4 separate regions of the Mus musculus genome follow, and all the other regions are linked to region 2. A link is a contact called in public ChIA-PET, Hi-C and HiChIP or PLAC-seq data. All regions are on one chromosome and are shown on one strand. Each heading gives the region's core, a stretch centred on a gene start, on an enhancer-like site or on the middle of the called end of the contact. The rest is flanking DNA. Distances are from core to core; before and after follow the strand shown. Region 1 has its middle 24 kb from the start of Emb. Region 2 holds the start of Parp8 (poly (ADP-ribose) polymerase family, member 8). Region 3 overlaps Emb (embigin). Region 4 overlaps 4930435F18Rik (RIKEN cDNA 4930435F18 gene).

Evidence for each region. A called contact is a pair of places that touch in the nucleus more often than the background predicts. ChIA-PET counts read pairs in DNA pulled down with a chosen protein or histone mark. HiChIP or PLAC-seq counts read pairs in DNA pulled down with a chosen protein or histone mark.
Region 1: an H3K4me3 HiChIP or PLAC-seq map of bone marrow-derived macrophages shows a contact between it and region 2, with 6 times the contacts expected there. The contact joins the enhancer-like site here to the promoter of Parp8 in region 2. A contact is called at or near these places in 11 of 39 promoter capture datasets (the 3T3-L1 cell line, 3T3-L1-derived adipocytes, the C10 cell line and 8 more), 1 of 15 datasets of contacts at CTCF or cohesin (CD8 T cells), 54 of 484 Hi-C or Micro-C datasets (B cells, the C10 cell line, CD4 T cells and 41 more), 13 of 115 datasets of contacts at active chromatin or transcription factors (DN3 thymocytes, the NIH/3T3 cell line, bone marrow-derived macrophages and 8 more) and 2 of 9 other capture datasets (adipose tissue and liver).
Region 3: a contact with region 2 is called in an RNA polymerase II ChIA-PET map of memory CD8 T cells, with 89 read pairs. The contact joins the enhancer-like site here to the promoter of Parp8 in region 2. A contact is called at or near these places in 6 of 39 promoter capture datasets (the C10 cell line, the HPC-7 cell line, cranial neural crest and 3 more), 4 of 115 datasets of contacts at active chromatin or transcription factors (bone marrow-derived macrophages, embryonic stem cells, memory CD8 T cells and 1 more) and 1 of 9 other capture datasets (adipose tissue).
Region 4: a contact with region 2 is called in a Hi-C map of the N1E-115 cell line, with 1.9 times the contacts expected there. The contact joins the enhancer-like site here to the promoter of Parp8 in region 2. A contact is called at or near these places in 1 of 39 promoter capture datasets (the C10 cell line) and 1 of 484 Hi-C or Micro-C datasets (the N1E-115 cell line).

What each region holds. Positions count from the first base shown.
Region 1 is chr13:117,194,787-117,197,870 of GRCm38.p6, reverse strand. No RefSeq gene overlaps it. Among named protein-coding and RNA genes, the nearest start is that of Emb, 24 kb to the left of the region's middle. Within about 2 kb of position 1,725, at least 86 of the 459 cell types and tissues checked have an H3K27ac peak or open chromatin away from gene starts, as enhancers often do. A contact at or near this core is called in B cells, CD8 T cells, the HPC-5 cell line and 21 more, where this site is marked.
Region 2 is chr13:117,024,131-117,027,401 of GRCm38.p6, reverse strand. It overlaps Parp8 (poly (ADP-ribose) polymerase family, member 8), which reads left to right and starts at 1,871. Exons shown (of 27, transcript NM_001081009.2): 1 at 1,871-2,037; 2 at 2,125-2,226; 3 at 3,173-3,227. The coding sequence starts at 2,136.
Region 3 is chr13:117,259,559-117,262,446 of GRCm38.p6, reverse strand. All of the region lies in intron 4 of Emb (embigin), which reads right to left. Among named protein-coding and RNA genes, the nearest start is that of Emb, 40 kb to the right of the region's middle. Within about 2 kb of position 1,551, at least 34 of the 459 cell types and tissues checked have an H3K27ac peak or open chromatin away from gene starts, as enhancers often do. A contact at or near this core is called in the HPC-7 cell line, hematopoietic stem and progenitor cells and memory CD8 T cells, where this site is marked.
Region 4 is chr13:116,827,218-116,830,487 of GRCm38.p6, reverse strand. All of the region lies in intron 3 of 4930435F18Rik (RIKEN cDNA 4930435F18 gene), which reads left to right. Among named protein-coding and RNA genes, the nearest start is that of 4930435F18Rik, 9.3 kb to the left of the region's middle. Within about 2 kb of position 1,352, at least 31 of the 459 cell types and tissues checked have an H3K27ac peak or open chromatin away from gene starts, as enhancers often do. A contact at or near this core is called in the N1E-115 cell line, where this site is marked.

The DNA of each region.
Region 1 (3,084 bases), core at 476-2,975, 170 kb before region 2:
AGACTGGGGTCACAGATGCAACCAGTGAGCACCCTACCACTGAGCTATACCACCACTCTCTCATTTACTAATAGTTCCATTTCCTAGCTCAAATTAGAACTAGGAGGGGGGTGTAGCAGCCTAACACACACATAAGCAACACTATTAACCAATCTGATTATTTAGATCAGTTGGAGGAAATATTTTGTAGCTGTATGGAATTCCAAGAGATCTAGCCCATGTTGGTGTTCTGCATGCGAAGCAGTTGATACAAGACAAAGATCAGAGATGCCAAAGTCTTACATGAAACTTTTATCTCCATCTTCACAATGAGGCTGTGTGGAATTTTATCTCTGTCTTTGCAGTGGAGCACTAGGGGAGGAATGAGGGAGGACGGCATTCCCCCGCCATCAGGAATGAAATGTCAGTTTTTACTGAAATACTCTTCTGTGCAGAGAGTTTTATGCCAAAATAATAGTTCATGTTATGATTTAAATGTTTTGTTAGTTTAAGAAAAACTATAAGATGTAAAAGTTACATAAAACGAATTCCTCTCTACGCCTAGCTATGTGGGCACTTGTAATGACAGCCTCACTTCTGTTCGTTGCTGCAGAGGAAGACATGCTAGGTTTCAGATCCTGTAGATGCTCTTGCCGGGGCGATATTGTGGCAAAGTAAACAGATGGGCAGAACTCTAATCTAAGTTCTGATAAATGCAACTTTGTTTCCATTCTCAAAGATGAATGGTTGCCAGAGCGCCTGTTTAGTTAATAAACATGGGCAGTGCTTGTTAAAGGATTCAACGAAAGGGTAAGATTTGCCCTCAGATTCCTGCAAAGAAGAAAAGGAGCAAAACTGGAGGAATCAGATAAAAAGGGGAGCCTCCTCCTGGAGATGGCCTGCCCCGCTGGAGGGGCCGGCTCACACATTAGGAGGGTTGGGGAGCTAGCGGTCCTGAGCTTCAACCCTGTCATTTGCTTTTTTTGAGAAACTGAAACCCATCTCTTACGGTTAAAAAAAATATACATCTACCAGTGCTGTGGAGATCAAGACAAAAGTTTAGCATCAATGTAAATTATAAAATGCAAAACAGAAATGTTTGGTGTAATGGTTAGTACTGTTTTTTTTAATCGATTTTTTTATTTTTATTATTACTTTTTTATTTTTATTTATTTATTTATTTATTTTTGGTTTTTTTTGAGACAGGGTTTTGAGACAGGGTTTCTCTGGCTGTCCTGGAACTCACTCTGTAGACCAGGCTGGCCTCGAACTCAGAAATTCGCCTGTCTCTGTTTCCTGAGTGCTGGGATTAAAGGTGTGCGCCATCACGCCCGGCTCTATATTTTAACTTTTATGGATTATACAAAAACAGTATTTTTTTCCCAACTGACTTGTGTGTGTGTGTGTGTGTGTGTGTGTGTGTGTGTGTGTGTGTGTGTATGAGAGAGAGAGAGAGAGAGAGAGAGAGAGAGAGAGAGAGAGAGAGAGAGAGAATGCCCCCATTTGGAGCTTTTTTTGTGCTGGAATTTAGAAAGATTGCTAAGTCAATCCCAATGGGTTAAGACAAAGGTTTACTGGCAAAATTTGTAAAAATGCATGGTCATCAAAAAGCAAAACCCAGGTCACCACTCTCTGTGTCCCTCCCCACCCCTCCCTCCAGTATCTCTCGTTCTTATACAGAGACGTGCACTACAGTCCAGAGGCCTCCTGCAGCGTACAGCATAGCTTCACCATTCCGGAAGTGCCTACTCACTGTTGACAGGAAGTAAATTTTTGTTTTTGGTAGTGGAATAAAAGCTTGCCTGTTAACACACGCTTTGGGGTTGGGGGACCAGCATGTACTGGAGTTGTCGTAGTTAAGGACCTATCAAAAGAGCTATGTCCACGGAAAGCAGGATCTAGACCCAGCTACTTTCAGACTGAGATGGCCCAGAGGGTGAAAGGCAAAGCTCAAACAAGGGCGTGTGTGCTGACCAGTTTAGGTTCCTCATTGGTCACCTCGAGGCGGATGCCCCCTCCTGTCCCCAGGGGAGGTGTTGGGGATTGGTCTTCAGACTTGGAGGTGTGGGTTGCCAAGATTAGTAACATCAGTTTGTGTGGCCCTCTGAGAAGCTGAAACACAAGCCGAGAGTGGAATGAAATTACTCATCAGATCAGCACAGGGTTGAGAGTGAATGTACAGGTTGGTTCTGGACTACGACAGATGGCTTCATAGAGACGCTGTAGGCTGAGTACTGAGAATTCTCCAATCAGAGCTGTTGCCTTAATTCTCAGTGTGGACTTGTACAGCATTTCAATGTGTTCTAAGGTTACAAAATGATTAAAATAAAGGTTTTATACAACTAAAGGTTTCTGTTTTTCAGGTTTATTATTAGTATCATTAGCATTTGTGCCCACAGAGGTTCCCCCAGATGCCAGAAGAGGACATCGGATTCTTTGAATCTTGAGTTACCGGGGATTGTTCTGCCCCAAACGTGGTTGATGGGAACCAAACTCATGCCTAACAGCTGAAACATCTCTCCAACCACCACTAAATAATCCTGAATAAGAATGAAACAGCTAAACTGAGCGGAGGTGTTGCACGCCTTTAATCCCAGCACTCGGGAGACTGAGGCAGGTGAATCTCTGAGTTTGAGGGCAGCTTGGTCTATAGAATGAGTTCCAGGATGGCCAGGGATACATAGAAAAACCCTCTCTCCATAAACAAACAAACAAACAGATAAATATAATAAAACAACTAAAGATTAGCAAATACCAGAGAGAGAGAATCTCAAATGAAAAGAGAAAACAGAGCAAACAAGCAAACAGAACCCTCACTGGTTATATGTAAAGAAACCTAAAGTCCTTACTCTGATCTAAAGCCCCCCTCGCCATGTGGCTGCTTCCTGCTGTGGGCTGACCTCTGTGCCTAACTCAATGACATGGCTCTCCTAGTTAAACTCCTTCCCATTTTTTTTTTTCTCTAAAAACAAGAAAAAGAAAAAAAGAAAAATGAGGTTAAGAAGCTCTCCGAAGAGAGAAAAAGATGAGAAAGCATCGGTGGCTGAGAACCCCACATCCAAAGAGCAGAAGTCCGAGGGAGTCAGAGAAAGCTCAAGGAGAAAG
Region 2 (3,271 bases), core at 622-3,121:
AGACTAGTTTCCCTAGTGATCCTCAGGCCTGCGATTGGTGCCCACATGGTCCCGTATGAGGGAGGAACTGCCAGGATTGGTTCATACATGTGCTTTTCTTTCCTGGCTATATAATCAGATTATTTGGCTCACTTTATTACAACGTTAACCCTTAGTGAAGTCTCTTCAAGCAAGGCAGCGAAGGGAAAGCGAAGGCCTTGGGTGCTCTGTGGATGAGATCCCCAGAGCTCTCAAGCTTCAAGGGATATGGATCTGAGCAGCTACAGGCCTCAGACCAGTCTCACAGTGACCTGTCTCTGTAGTTAGGTTAAGGATCACTGTGTCCAAGGCCAGGCTCAAAGGAGAGCTTTAACCCTGCAAAGCCCCACCTAACTGCTGTGGGATGTATGCTGTCTTCTGCCGTCACTAAAGGCTGTCGGAAACTGAGGATTACAAGAGGAAAAGCGTGAGAATACAGATGATGTTAAAAGGCTGGATATATACCATAAGCCTCCAGCCTGAGTGTTTCCAGCAGTCAGTCTCTGCCTTGAAAAGGGTTTGAAATTCTAATACTCTTCTGGGCGTGTCTGTTCAGCCCCTAGGCTCCAGGGTACTGACTCAGGCTTGCCAGCACAGGAAAAGCTTCCCCTACTCACTATTCCTATCGGGAAGATTAAAAGGTTCCGGACAACATGATTGATAACACCTCCTATATTCCAGACACTGCTTGGTCTTAGAATGCAAAACAATATACCTATGGTCTGCCTGGGGGACACTTCTCAGAAACGATGCTAAAGAAAAGAGCTTGGTGGAGCGGGTTCAGGTTCCTTGCGGCAGAAAAGGTGGACCAACCATCATAAGCTTAAAGCAGGGCAATAGAGAGCGGACAGTATGGTTTTCCTTGTTGCGCAAGGTATTAGGGCTGGAGAAACTTTCCCTTGCCTCAGCCCACAGAAGGCTGAGGTTTTGAATAAGACCCAAGCCAGGTATCCCTGACTTAGGGAGTCCCCTCAGGCCAATTTCTTATGAACAGAGCTGGAAAGGAAGAACAAGAGTCTTTGGAGTCTAGAAAGGGCTTCATTTTCAAAAGAGCTTCTCAAACCTGGGACAAACAAACAAACAAACAAACCACCCTGAGAAGCAAAAGCAAAGCAAAACAATAAAAGAACCCCCATCACCTCACCACCAAAAAAGAAGGCAATAAGGAAATGGGAGAGTCCTCCTAGAGTGATCTCCAGCCTTTCTCCCTTTGCCTGATGTGATTACAAGGAAAGACTTGTTCACTTTATTTTTAATTCGTAAAGATTTTTTTTTCTTTTCCCCCTCTTTCTTCCTCCCAGCCACTCCGGCTTGGGTTTCCATATGACTCATAATTCCTTCTGAAAGTGGAGTCGAATTCATAAAAGTGGTGGAAAGAGGAGGGGTGGTGGTGGTGGTGCGGGAGAGGCTGGGAGCTCCAGGGAGTCTTCACTACCTACACTGTCACTCAGCTCCCGGCTCGAGTGGCAGTCGGGGGTGGGGAAATCCAGCCTGCGCGGATGGCGGATACTATTAAAGCCCCAGCGGCGCGCAGCCGGGCCCGGTGACCCGCGGCGGGTGCGGGAGGGTCTGCGGCTGGCGGGCGGCGCTGCAGCAGCCTGGGCACGGCCGCCGCCCGCGGGCGCGAGTGTGCGCGGGTGTGGGAAGGCCGGCGTGCGGGCCGCGAGGGGTGTGCGCGCGTGAGTCGGAGCGGGGCTCGCCCCTCTCCGGCGCCTGCCGCTCCACAGCTGCCGATCGCTCTCCAGCGGTCCCCGGCCCCCTTCGGGCCCCTCGTTTTCCTACGGCCGTCAGTCCGGGCGGGGGTGGGGGGGGAGGGAGAAAGTGAGACTCCGTGTCATCACCATCCATTGTCAGAACAGGAGGAAATTGGAATCCAGCAGCGGCGAGCAGCAGCTGGGCGGTCACATCTGGGAATGCAAAGCCGACCTCCTCCTCCTCCTCCTCCTCCACCTCCTCCTCCTCTCTCACCCGGGATCACTTCCGAAACCACTTCGCCTTCAGCCCCTGCCTCGGCCAGAGGTTTCATTTTTAACTGAATATTTACGAAAGCTGGAAGCGTGCGAGGGGGGTGGGGTGGAGTGGAAATAGCGGCTGCTTCTTTTCCAGGGATTTATTTAATGGGGATGTGTTCAAGGCAAGAGAGAATTCAGAAGGATATCGACGTCGTGATCCAGAAGTCAAGAGCCGAGAAAGACTGCCTGTTTGCAGGTGAGTTCTTGCCTCTCGGATCCTGGGACCAGGAGTCAGCCTCCCCTCTGTCTACCCCCATTGCCCAGATTTCTGACCGCGACGCGTGTAGCTTGGGAGTGTGGGGCGGCAAGTCCCCATTCCGGGTGCATTTGGAAATAGCTGCAGCGGCGTGAGCTGAAACCCAAAGAGGAGGGGGGCACGAGCCACCCCCCTCCCCCCCAAAAAACCCCACCAGGCCAGGGCAGTCTCCGGCTCCTGGGGCAGGACCCGCGCGATCAGAGTGCAGGGGCCGGGCGCTGGGTTCCAGCCATTGGCGGTGCCCAGAGCATCCGAGCTTTGCCTCCCGGCTTCGGCAGCCGTGGCCGAGCGGGGCGGGCTAGAGCCCGGCGGCTTTGCGCCATCGGCCGAGCGGCGGCGGCCGGGAAGGGACCGGCTGCGCTGCGCTGCGCTGCGCTGCTCCCGCCAGGCGCCGAGGCCCCGGGAGAAGGCAGCGCTGGGCCGAGCTCCCGCCCCCTCCGCTGCACCCGCTCCTCGGCGAGCGCGCAGGACACCGCCCCGGGGAAGGGATGGATGGATTCCCGGGGTTCCCGAGCTACGCAGGCCCAACCTGGGGGTCGCTTTGCGTCCATCTTTGCTCCCCGTCCTCCCACCCCCCCATCCAAGGCCGAGGGCAGTTCGGGCTTCGCAGCCCGAAGCCTGCCAGGGGCTGCTTCCGGCTGCTTGGCTGGGAATTTCCCGCTGTTGCCATGGCACCCGGCACTTGTTGCGGGGGGCGGCCTCCCGCTGCACCCCACGGGGTGCTCCGCATCCCCTCCTGCACCACCCTGCTGGCGGCCCCTAGCTCTCCAGCCTTTGCTTCCCTCCCCATCGGGCCTCCTAGGCTCACACAAAAGTGTAGGTTCAAGACAGAATTGGGGTTAAAAACAACACATGGGGTGGCTTATAACACGACTTTCCGTTTCAGATTTCAGATACTCAGACTCCACCTTTACTTTCACCTACGTTGGCGGCCCCAAAAGGTATTTATGTGTATAGAGTTGCTTCATTTCCTGTTCACACGCTT
Region 3 (2,888 bases), core at 302-2,801, 240 kb before region 2:
AGAAGAAAATGATTAAATGTCAAAACGGTAAAGGCTCAACTAAGCAGAATCCTAGAACATTTTATTCTGCCTTGTTTTTTTCTTATGGCAGGATCAATTTCTTCACTAAAAACTGGTGGTGGGAGCTGCCTAAGGCTGGACAATGGTCTATGGACCGAGGTCTCTGTAAGACTCTACGTCAATTCCTTTCTTTCATTCAACACTCCCGAGTCTGGCCCTAAAGAACAGAACTGACAATACTTGCTGGTATGGTAGTACACTGACTGGCTGATCTGTTTTCTAGAACTGGAAATTTAGAGAAATAAATAACACCATCGCTATCTACTCTGTTTCCCCCTACTCAGATGAACTCACACCTTCTTCTCTGAGTCATCAACACTAGGCACAGTTCAGGTTGTAGAAAACAGATTAGATTCACTATAATACAGGCAAGGCTTGTATTCCTGGCTAGCCAACAATCACATGATTTGGCTCCTTTTTATGCACATTTCCCAATCTGTGGTTTTGCTGTGAGGAGGGGAGACTGTAAAGTGGGGGACTAAGCTACAATCAGAAATCCTGACAAAGCACCCTCATGCTTCCAGCTGCACACACACCACCATCTCACCAGACGTCTTCACGAAGCATGCAGCATTACGTATGGCTCTATTATGGTAGCACCATGTTTGAGGGCTGATGGGTTACTCTAGGGCATAGAGGGGTCCCCAATATTTTAGAAGAGGTACCAATTAGAGACCTATGGATCAGGACTTGCCTCACCATTTTCTGAAGCTATCATAGGTTTGGTCCCCTCCAAACCTGAAAGGGAATTGAGCTATAATTCTCAAGGCCCATGTGGAGAGCAGAAATGGGAGGTTCTTTTAGAGTCCTGGTTCATGGACTTCTTGTGCCAGGCTCAGCTCATGGTTAAGTTAACAGCGTCCTGAAGGGCAAATTCAGAAGCCCAGCATTGGTCAGGGTCAGTGTTTGCTCTCCTGGGCTCTTTCTCTTTTAGATACTCTATTTTCTAAACCTGGCACGTGTTTCAGTTAGGGTTTCTTATTGAGGTGTTTAAACACCATGACCAAAAGCAACTTGGGGAAGGCAGGGTTTATTTCAGCTTACAACTCTCATCATGGAGGTCATACTCCATCACCAAGAGAAATCAGCACAAGAACTCAGAGCAGGATAAGAAGCTAAAGGAAGGAACTGTTGCCAAGGCCATGGAAGAGTGCTGCTTACTGACTACCTCCCCATGGCTTTCTCAGCCTGCTTTCTACAGCACCCAGGACCAACAACCCAGGGTTAACACCACCTACAGTGAAAAGGGCCCTTCCACATCAACCAACAATCAAGAAAATGCACAACAGGCCTGCCCACAAACCAATCTGGTGGGGGTGGAGGGGGACTTTCTCATTTGAGGTATTCTCTTTCAAAATGATTCTAACTTCTGGTAAACGGACACAAAACTAGTCAGCACGCCATGCTTCCGTCTCAAAATTAGGCCATGCTTTAGCAGGAAATGATGTGTTGAAATATGAGCAAAAGATTGACAAGTTTTGACAGAGATTGAGGGAACAGGATGTCGAGGTTTGGTCTTAATGCTAAGTGTGGGCCCCCAAGACCTGGTTGTTCCAGAGATGAGTCTGCACACATATACCTTGGCCCCCAAGTTACCTCTGATTGGTAAATAAAGATGCCAGCAGCCAGTAGCTGGGCAGAAGAGATGTAGGTGGGGTTGAGGTTTCCCAGGCTTGGGGGTCAGAAAGGAACCATGAGGAGAAGAAGGTGCAGGGGGAGAAAGAGAAGCTGCCATGGGTTAAGAGTAAAGAAACTGTGGCCCCAGGGGCTGGACAATTAAGAGTTCAGAGCATCCCAGATGAAACATAGTAAGTAATAATTCGGGGTTATCAACAGGAAGGTAGATTCTAACAGCATGGAGGGTAGGCAGCTGCCCAGCTTTTGTACTGTTTAAGGCTTGGTGTAAATATAAAGGCTGTGTGTTTTTAATCTGGGAACTAAATTTTCCAACACAGGTAGAAACCCTGGGTTGGGATTAATTTCCACAACAGGAGAAACTGCTGTTTTTTCAGTAAGGCTTTGTGAAGGAGATGCTCAGGACACATAACTGGCAGCGAGGAGGGCTAGTCAAGACAACCGGGCAATCTGTAAGAGCTGGATAAGAAGCCATGACTGTGACCTCACACTTTTCCCATCTGAATGCTGGGAAAAGGCTACAGCCCAAGTCAGTGACATCGGGTGACAACTCAGAAACAGAGAGCAGCTCAAGTGTTGAAAACAAAATCCTTTCTCTCTTACTCTCTTTTGTGTCTCAACCGTCAAACAGAAATTTAGAACTTAGTTGAACAACATATGTTTTCTAAAACTGCCCGGCTTCCCACCATCTCTGCTTGGCTCAGTGTGACTATCAATAGCCGTAGAGAATTGAATTTTATACACACACACACACACACACACACACACACACACACATATATATGAAATGAGTTAGGGACTCACTGGGTAGTTCTGGCTGGCCTAGATTTCACTAGATAAACTGGACTGGCTTAAAGATATCTACATGCCTCTGCCTCCAGAGTGCTGAGATTAAAGGCATGAAGCTACCACTTCGGACCTAGGAGTTTTTTTTAACTATACTGAGGATCAGTTTGTTCTGGGCTACTACTCATGTCTAAACACACGTATTGATACAAGGGCAGGGCGATAGTATTCTAATGTCCCTTCTTAGTATTTTGAAATTTTGAGTAAAGTTGGACACATGGGGGATGGGGAGGCCTCAGGACCGGATGGTGAAATTTCTAACTCAAAGTAGCATCTGGAAATCTTGGATTGAATCTACTTAGTCAAAGTCATAGCTGTCCAAAAGTTACAAAAATAAAGCTTTGAGC
Region 4 (3,270 bases), core at 103-2,602, 200 kb after region 2:
TGATGCAGAGGCCATGGAAGGGATGTTACTTACTGTCTTGCTTCCCCTGGCTTGCTCAGCTTGCTTTCCTATAGGAAAATCCAGGACTACCAGCCCTGGGATTGCACCACTCACAATGGGCCCTCCCACCTTTGATCACTAATTGAGAAATGCTTCACAGCTGGATCTCAAGGGAGGTTTTCTCTGTGATAACTCCAGCTTGTGTCAGGTTGACACACAAAACCAGCCAGTATAGTTAGTAAGTGAAAAAAATCATGGAAATGAATGTATAGATTGTGTTAATCAATGTATTAAGGTGAAAAGGTGGAAACAAACTATTGGAACATTGAAGGAAGAGATTTTTTTTGTTGTTGTCCTTAAAGATTTTAGGGATATTTGAGGTTCACAGGAGAAATTGGTAGGAAAACAGTAGTGATTTCCAAGTATCACTAGGAGTATCCAAGGAAAAATGCAAATAGAGACAGGCTAGGAAATGTATAATTCCTTAGAGTTCTTAGTGTCTTTTTTTTTTTTCATGAACATGGTATAAACTTGATGTTTGAGGATTGTAACAGTAAAACCCAAAAGAAAATAAGGTCTGAACTACAAAGGGGCTTCATACCTATACTAAGGACCTCGGATCTATGCTGCAAAACCATTTAAAAATCAGAAGCAAGGAAATTAAATGTACATAAAAAATTCTGATAGCCATGGCATGCCATTCTGGAAAAAAAAGCCATCTAATTTTATAGTCTCTTAATGTCAATACTTTGTTTATTTTATTACAAAGCCCAACTCACTATAATGTCTAGTCTTGTTAAAAGTGACTCTCAGTGGCAATTGATGCTTCAACTGTGACTTGTTTGAGGAATGCTAATTGGATAATGCCCTCAGGTTTTATGCTGCTCCACTACAGTAAACATCAGGCACCTTTCATTTTCTTTCTAACCACTGATGCATCATCTAATGTCAGAGGTGTGCTTTCCTCCAGCTGCCAGATGGATGCAGCGTGACAGTTGGCTAAGACTGGGCAATAATCTTATTGACAGATGACAGTTGTGCAGAAAATAAGAACAGCGTTGGGATTTAGGGAAGACAGTGTCACTCTGGAATCTTAGTCTTATAAAAAACAGGCCTATTTCTTGTGCTCAGGGCTAAGAGCATATCATGATCATTTGGATGTTAGATGATCCAGAGAGGATGTTGCAACATCTGCTTGAAAGAAGTCTTTTAAACTATTGGACTGTCTCTGTGTTCCCCTGCTTGAGGTTTTATATGGTTGGGTTAAATGCCTTGGTTTATATCATCAGGAAATCCAGAGGCTGACTCAAAGCTTCTGTATATGACTCATAGAGAGAGGTCACCCCACCCGCCTTCCAGCATGTGCTGGTTTTGTTCATATGGGATTACACGCAAGCATAGAACTCAATCATTCCTCACACACACACCCTAAGCGCAGCACTGTTGCTTTTCTTTGAACATTTCCATTTCCTAAGGTCTTTTCAGCTTCCTGTCACTGGAGTCTCTTCACTGGTTCTTCATTGATACCCACACCAGTAGTTTTCAAGTCCTTGATATTTTATAAATTTAAAAGATAACTTTTCATGCTTTTTGCTGACTAAGGAAACCTTTCTCCTCCACCTTATATGCCAAGTTCCAATGAGGAGAGACCTCAAGTTTCCATGAGGTTTCAACACAAGTGATCTCATTGTGAAAATATTACTATGATTTAGAAATCTTCATTTCCTGGGTCCCTTGGTGACAAAAGTCTTTGAATGTGATGAGAAAATTGTGTTGTCAAGTCAGTCATCTTGAGGAACAAGGTTGTGCATTTGATATTGAAAGGTTGTAAGATTTTCTAAAATCTAATCATAGATCAACTTTATGAGAGCCACAAGGTAGAAAACATGTGCTGCTATGTAAGCCTTGATTGTTTGTTATTCTTGGAAATTGTGTGAAAGCACTCTAGCTTGAAATGGATTCCTTTGAGAAGGCTTTCAGTTCCTTTGTACACCTAAAGGTCTTGTCCATGAATGAGTTCACATTACATTCCTCTCCACTCCCGTCCTCCCTCCTCTTTCCCCCTCTATTCCCCTCTCTTCTCCTGTCTCCTTTCTTTCTTCCCTTCCTTTCCCTCTCCTCCTTTCCCTTCCCTTCTCCTCTCTCCCCTTCACTCCCTCCCCTAGCACTTCCCTTCTCTCCTCTCCCTTCCTTTCCCTTCCCCTCCCTTCCCTCCCTTTCCCTCTCCTCTCTTCCATTTTCCTATCTTCCATTCATTCTTTTCTTCCTTTTTCTTTCATCACTTGAAAATGTTTTCTACTTTTGTCCAAATTTTATAATTTTTACTGTTCTTTGAATGGTACTTCCTCTATAGGAAATTCTCTTTTGCCCTTTGAATTTTAGTTTCTGTGTGTGCCCACATGAACATACATGCACATGCCACAGCATGTGTTTGTTCTCTTAGCCCATCATATGGTTCCTAGATCTCAGGAGACGGAGCTGAGGTTGTCAGTCTCACCAGCAAGCTCCTTTCCTCTCTGAGCATCATGTTGCTGTCTCCCATTTGTTCCATTTAAAATGCAGTATTTCTTGAATCCACACACCTATGGTCACTTGATCTTTGACAAGGGAGCTAAAACCATCCAGTGGAAAAAAGACAGCATTTTCAACAAATGGTGCTGGCACAACTGGTGGTATCATGTAGAAGAATGTGAATTGATCCATTCTTATCTCCTTGTACTAAGGTCAAGTCTAAGTGGATCAAGGAGCTCCACATACAACCAGAGACACTGAAATTAAATTAATAGAGGGGAAAGTGGGGAAAAGCCTCGGAGATATGGGCACAGGGGAAAAATTCCTAAACAGAACAACAATGGCTTGTGCTGTAAGATAAGAATTGACAAATGTGACCTCATAAAATCGCAAAGTTTCTGTAAGGCAAAAGACACTATCAATAAGACAAAAAGGCCACCAACAGATTGGGAAAGGATTTTTACCAATCCTAAATCTGATAGGGGACTAATATCCAATATATACAAAGAGCTCAAGAAACTGAACTCCAGAAATTCAAATAACCCCATTAAAAATGGGGTACAGAGCTAAACAAAGAATTCTCAACTGAGGAATACTGAATGACTGAGCAGCACCTGAAAAAATGTTCAACAGCCTTAATCATCAGGGAAATGCAAATCAAAACAACCTTGAGATTCCACCTCATACCAGTCAGAATAGCTAAGATCAAAAATTCCAGTGACAGCAGGTGCTGGTGAGGATGTGGAGAAAGAGGAACAC